Linked DNA regions of Sus scrofa: region 1 is linked to region 2. The links are chromatin contacts, called in public Hi-C maps. All regions are on one chromosome and are shown on one strand. The core of a region is the stretch at or near the end of the contact, and the rest is flanking DNA. Distances in the headings are between cores, read along the strand shown. Region 1 holds the start of GPR37L1 (prosaposin receptor GPR37L1). Region 2 overlaps NAV1 (neuron navigator 1).

Evidence for each region. A called contact is a pair of places that touch in the nucleus more often than the background predicts.
Region 1: a contact with region 2 is called in a Hi-C map of omental adipose tissue, with 1.6 times the contacts expected there. The contact joins the promoter of GPR37L1 here to the enhancer-like site in region 2. A contact is called at or near these places in 1 of 5 promoter capture datasets (liver) and 15 of 47 Hi-C or Micro-C datasets (adipose tissue, alveolar macrophages, brain and 9 more).

What each region holds. Positions count from the first base shown.
Region 1 is chr10:24,305,312-24,308,011 of Sscrofa11.1, reverse strand. GPR37L1 (prosaposin receptor GPR37L1) reads right to left here and starts at 1,281. Exons shown (of 2, transcript XM_021064532.1): 1 at 298-1,281. The coding sequence starts at 879.
Region 2 is chr10:24,090,958-24,093,657 of Sscrofa11.1, reverse strand. It overlaps NAV1 (neuron navigator 1), which reads right to left. Exons shown (of 31, transcript XM_021064517.1): 19 at 691-887; 20 at 327-519; 21 at 43-211. Among named protein-coding and RNA genes, the nearest start is that of IPO9, 18 kb to the left of the region's middle. Within about 2 kb of position 1,402, at least 3 of the 83 cell types and tissues checked have an H3K27ac peak or open chromatin away from gene starts, as enhancers often do. A contact at or near this core is called in omental adipose tissue, where this site is marked.

The DNA of each region.
Region 1 (2,700 bases), core at 32-2,531, 210 kb before region 2:
AGAAAAAGGAGCCGCACAAAGGACAAAGCCGTCTCTTGGGTGGAAAGATGGAGGAGGGTTTAGGCAGGGGAGGGACCGCCCTGCATACAGAGAAGCGGGGACACTGCCTTGGGGCCCTCAGAGGCAAGAGGCCAGGCTGGGGCTGGAACCCAGGGCCTGCTCGGGACCTGAGAGCCACCAGGAGCGTACTCCGCATTTGTCTCCAGTCCAACCTGGAGGGGACAAGAAGCAAGACAGGGTCCCAGCCTGCAGGCCTCCTAGCCCATCTGGCCGCCCCATGGCTGGAGACACACTCACCTCCACGAAGGGCACCGCCCGGCAAGAAGCATCGCCCAGCAGCCTCTGCTTGGTGATCTCGTGGAAGACGACGACAGGGAGGCAGAAGAAGAGGACCAGGAAGTCCCAGAGGGCCAGGCTGGCGAGGATGGAGTTCCAGGCGCTCTTCAGGTGGTAGCTGTGCCATACGATGCACATGACCGACAGGTTCCCCACGATGCCCACGGCGAACAGCACCAGGGCCAGGAGCAGCACCGCGTAGGCCCCATACGAGCTCTCGGTCACTGGGTATAGGGGGTTCTGCATCTGCAGCGGCCGGCCCGGCGTCCCTGTCGCATTGCCCCCAGCGCGCACAGCCCCGTCCGGGTGGGGGCTGGTGGCCACCCCGGGCTCAGTGGGCTGGGGGCCGGCAGGGTGGATGGGCCGGGGGTACTCAGGCCACTCCTCGGGCACATACTGCTGCACCCCCTTGGCCCCCTCCTCCTCCTCCTCGGTGCCTCGCACAGACCGGCCCCGCTGCAGGGCGGCGCCCCCGGGGATTCTGCGGGGCCCCACAGCTGACGCCACGGCGAGAGAGACGACCAGCGGCCACAGCCACCGCATGGCCGGACGAGCGGGAGGCAGCTGTCCACGAGAGGAGGTGAGGCCGGACCGAGTGCCGGGCTGACTTGAGACAGGCAGCTGGCCGCTGGGTCCGCCCCCACCAGGCGTCTGGCATTGCCAGCCTGCTCCGGGGGCCCAGCAGCTCCCTCCCGCCCTGGCTGGGCCAGGCAGGGCCCTCTGCTGGGCACAGAGCGCGATTAGCTGCCCTTCTGGATTAGCTCCGCAGCAGAGGCCAGCTGTCCCCAACCCTGAAGACCCCGGCCCGCAGGGCAGAGGCAGGGCTCCACCCCAACTCCAGCAGATGACCCCGAGGCAGCACCCAGTCCAACACCACTGTCATTTAGGAGCCTGACAACGCCCCGAACTGAGCTGGTTTCTGGGGTAAGCGTCACCACATCTCTTCGGGGCAGGTGCCTTTAGCACCATACCCCAAGTCAGAGATTTGCTGAGGTCAGTCACTCACTGCAGAGCCAAGCTGGCCCGGGGCCTGGATCTGACTCCAGACCTTTTTTTTTTTTTTTGCTTTTTAGGGCCACACCCACGACATATGGAGGTTCCCAGGCTAGGGGTCGAATCAGAGCTACAGCTGCCCGCCTACACCACAGCCACAGCAATGCCAGATCTGAGCCCTGTCTGCAACCTACACCCCAGCTCACGGAAACACTGGATCTTTAACCCACTGAGCAAGGCCAGGGATCGAACCTGCATCCTCAAGGATACTAGTCAGATTCATTAACCACTGAGCTTCAACGAGAACTCCCCGACTCCAGACATTTTACCTGTCGCTGTTCTCAGCAGGCAGGAATCCACCTGCTTACCTGATGACCACGCCAACTCCTCACCCCCCGCAACCCCGAACAACCACAATCAGAGACTTAAAATGTCATGTTCTGATGCAGACACAAGGTATTTACTGAGCACCTACTGTGTTCTAGACACACATACACAAAAATGTAAAAGACCTCAGCCACCAAGGAGCCTTCGCAGGGGGCGAACAAATATGTGAAGAAACCATCACGATGTGTGCTGTGAAAGGCGGGGCCCGGCCGCTGAGGAAGCCCAAAGGAGCCTGGAGGGACCCAGGAGCCATCCCAGAGGAGGTGACTTTTTTTTTCTTTCTTTTTTTTTTTCTTTTTGCCTTTTCTATGGCTGCTCCTGCGGCATAGGGAGGTTCCCAGGCTAGGGGTGTCATCGGAGCTGTAGCCTCCAGCCTATGCCAGAGCCACAGCAATGCAGGATCTGAGCCGCGTCTGCGACCTACACCACAGCTCATGGCAATGCCAGATCCTTAACCCACTGAGCAAGGGCAGGGATCGAACCCGCAACCTCATGGTTCCCAGTCGGATTCGTTAACCACTGAGCCACGACGGGAACTCCCACAGGAGGTGACTTTTGACTGGACCTCAAAAAGTGGCTGTGAGCTGGCTAGACAGATGACAGGGAAGGAAGGGTGCTAGAGGAGAAAAGGCAGCACATGCAAAGGCACGGGGGTGTGACAGCGGGATGTGTGACTCCTGGCAAGGAGACTTGGGGGTTGGGGGCGAGGAGCCTGGGGAGTGAGCAGAGGAAGGACCAGGAAGGCCCTTGTGCGCCTGGCCCAGGGGTGTGCCTCTCATCCTGGGGGCCGTGGGGAGGGCTGAGCTTGGTGAGCAAGTTCTCTAGAAGGATTCCAGATGGGCAGTGGGCTCATGCGGCTGGGAGCAGGGGTGCTGGTTGGGAGGCAGTGTCTGCAAGGTTCGAGGAGCAGAGGCTGGGGAACTGGAGGCTGAGCCCCAGGTCTGGGGTGGGTGGCCAGACCCCCCTGTGCAGAGAAGAGTCTGG
Region 2 (2,700 bases), core at 153-2,652:
AGGAGATGGGAGGAGAGCCCGTTCCTTCTCTCCAACACGTACCTGTGTCTGCAAGACTCGGGCTGAAGGGGTGGGAGAGCGCCAGGCCTAAGGAGCGGCGAGGGGACGGCAGCGCTGATGATCCCGGGACCTGCCCCGGAGCAGAGCCTGCTGCGGGGCCCGGGGCCACCTTCAGCCGGTCGTTCTCGGCTTTCAGCAGGTCCACCTCCAGCTGTGGCGACAACAGACGGGAAGGGCAGCGGAGGGCGGGGGCGCGGTCGGGAGCCTTGGAGCCCCGTTCTGCCATGGCCCCCATCCTGCCGCGGCCGCCACCGCCGGGCACTGACCTGCATGTTGTGCATGGTCTCCCGCAGCTGGTCCAGCTGGTGCGCGGAGTTGAGGGCTTCCAGGCGGATGTCCGTGAGCTTCATCTCCTTCTCCCACAGCTCCGAGCGCAGCTCTGACACCTCCTTCTTCTCTGGCTCCTCCTCCTCGCTGCCGTGGAACAGCCTGGCGTGGGGAGCGGAGTGGGTGGGGGCCCTGGAGGGAAGCGAGAGTCAGGCCAGATGCCAGGGAAGTGCCAGGCGTCAGACGTTGAGCCGCGTTGGGCAGGGCTCCTCCCGCTGCCATCACCAGTCTAAGGTCTCAGGTCCACCTGCTGCTCTCAGCCTGGGGAGGGGACATTGGCTGGCCAGCCGTGGGGGCACTTACTCAGGGCCGTCGGTGCCCGCAGAGGACGAGGTGGAGGACTTGATGGAGGGCGAGGCGGTCTCCGTGGACACGTGCTGCAGCTTGGGGGACGAGGGGGCCGAGGAGTCGGGCGTGGCAATCTCCTCGATGTCGGAGTATGAGGACGCCGACTTGGGCCCCTTCTTTATGCTGAAGGCTTTGTTAAAGGAACTTCGGAGCTAGAAGAAAGCAGATGGGGAGAGCCGTCAGGGCTCTGCTCTGGAGCTGGGAGGCCGGTAGGGGCTTCTGAGCCCAGTGCAGAGGTGGGGGTTTGCTGGCTGTGCGCCTCGCTCTGCGGCATCACTGGCTTCATGGAATATGGGCCAAGGACTTGCCTAGGGATTTGGGCTGAGAGCTTGGACTCGGTGCTGTCGCTAAGGGAACGTCTCGGGTCTCCCTCCCCTGTGGGGGGACCGCGCCCAGGGCAGGATGGAGGGGAGCCCCCGGGGCACGTGCTGTACCTCTCAGTGGCCCTATCCCGCCTCCTCCAGCAGACCGGTCACTGCTCAGTCTGGAGCCTAGCTCACTGGCCACTGGACCCACCTCTGAGCAGGGCTCATCGGGTCAGAATCCATCCACCAGAGACTGACAGTGGGATCCCGTGGAATCGACAGAAGGGAGATGAACCAAGCTTCTTTCAGTGCCTGCTGTGCTCAGCACATCACAGGGTGGCTAGATAGCCTGAAACTGCTCTCCACTACCTCCACTCAAACCCCCACCACAAGGGCTGCTTCCCAGCATTTCGTCCAAGCACGTGGGCGGTTGTGATCTGACCGTAACGGGCTTGGTCTCGGGGGCGGAGAGGCTGGGCGTTAGGGATGGGAGAGGCAAACCACGTTCTGTCCCACACCCATCACATGCATCCATTTGGCATGCACACGCACGCAGACACACGGAGATGGAGCGGCGGCCGGACACAGAGAGTAAAGGAGGGGTCAAAGGCTACAGGGACAAAGCCAACCAGGTCTCTGGGACAGGGAGAGAGGAGGGGCGCACTGAGGATTCTCTGCAGGGGTGTGTCCTGGAGCTGCAGGGCAGGGCGGGGGCTCTACCAGGCAGGACGTGGGGAGGACCAAGCTGGCCAGGATGGGATGTGAGGGACAGCACAGCGTGCGTGCAATGCAGGGGGCACGGCTCAGACTGCCAGGGAGCTCAGTGCTCTGCAGAGATGGAGACCCGGGGCTAGAACTCAGCCTGCCTGCCTTTGAACCCGGTGAAGCCCCTGCCTCCCAGGAAGTGTGTGTGTATGTGTGTGTGCATGTGCGTGTGTGTGTGACCCCCATCTGCCGGGAGCACCCGCCCTCGAGGATCACCTAGACTCTAGGTGAGAACTGTGCTATGTGTGGCTCTGTGGTCCCAAAGCAGAACTGCTGGAACAGGTGGACTGTGCCGTGTCACCTGCTGAGGGCTTATGTGGCCAAGTGAGCTCCAGACACAGTGGATCGAGCAAAACTGGCCTCCGTCCCGAGGGACAGCTCAGGACATCTCCTGGGCGGACGTGTGGGGAGGAAAGGTAGGGCCCCTCCAATCGGAGCAGCTCAGTGGGCTGGTGGGGAACTCACTTAGGGACATGCTAAGAATCAGGTCTCGCAGTTATCCTGCGTCCAGACCTTCCCTCTCCTCGGGGTCCCAGAGCTCAAATCCTCCCTGCCTGCGGCCCCCTTCTGACCAGACTCTGCAGAATGCAGCCCACAGGCCTCTGTGGCTGACACAGCCCCACCCCCGCTTAGCCTCCGCCCTCTGTGCGCTTCTTCTGGAACGAGCCTCCAAGACTGAACTGAGCATCTGGTACCACTAAACTGTCGCCGGTTTTACACATACAAGACTTCTTGTTTCCCGGCAAGGCTGCAGCTCCTTGAGCGCCCAGATCTGTTTCCGGTCCTCACCCAGCACGACGTTGGGACAGGGGCTCAGTGGACCTCACACGTCTGGTTGGTCATGGAAATTCTGGTTCCCTTTCTATCTCAGTCCCCGAATGCCTTTGGAAACCCC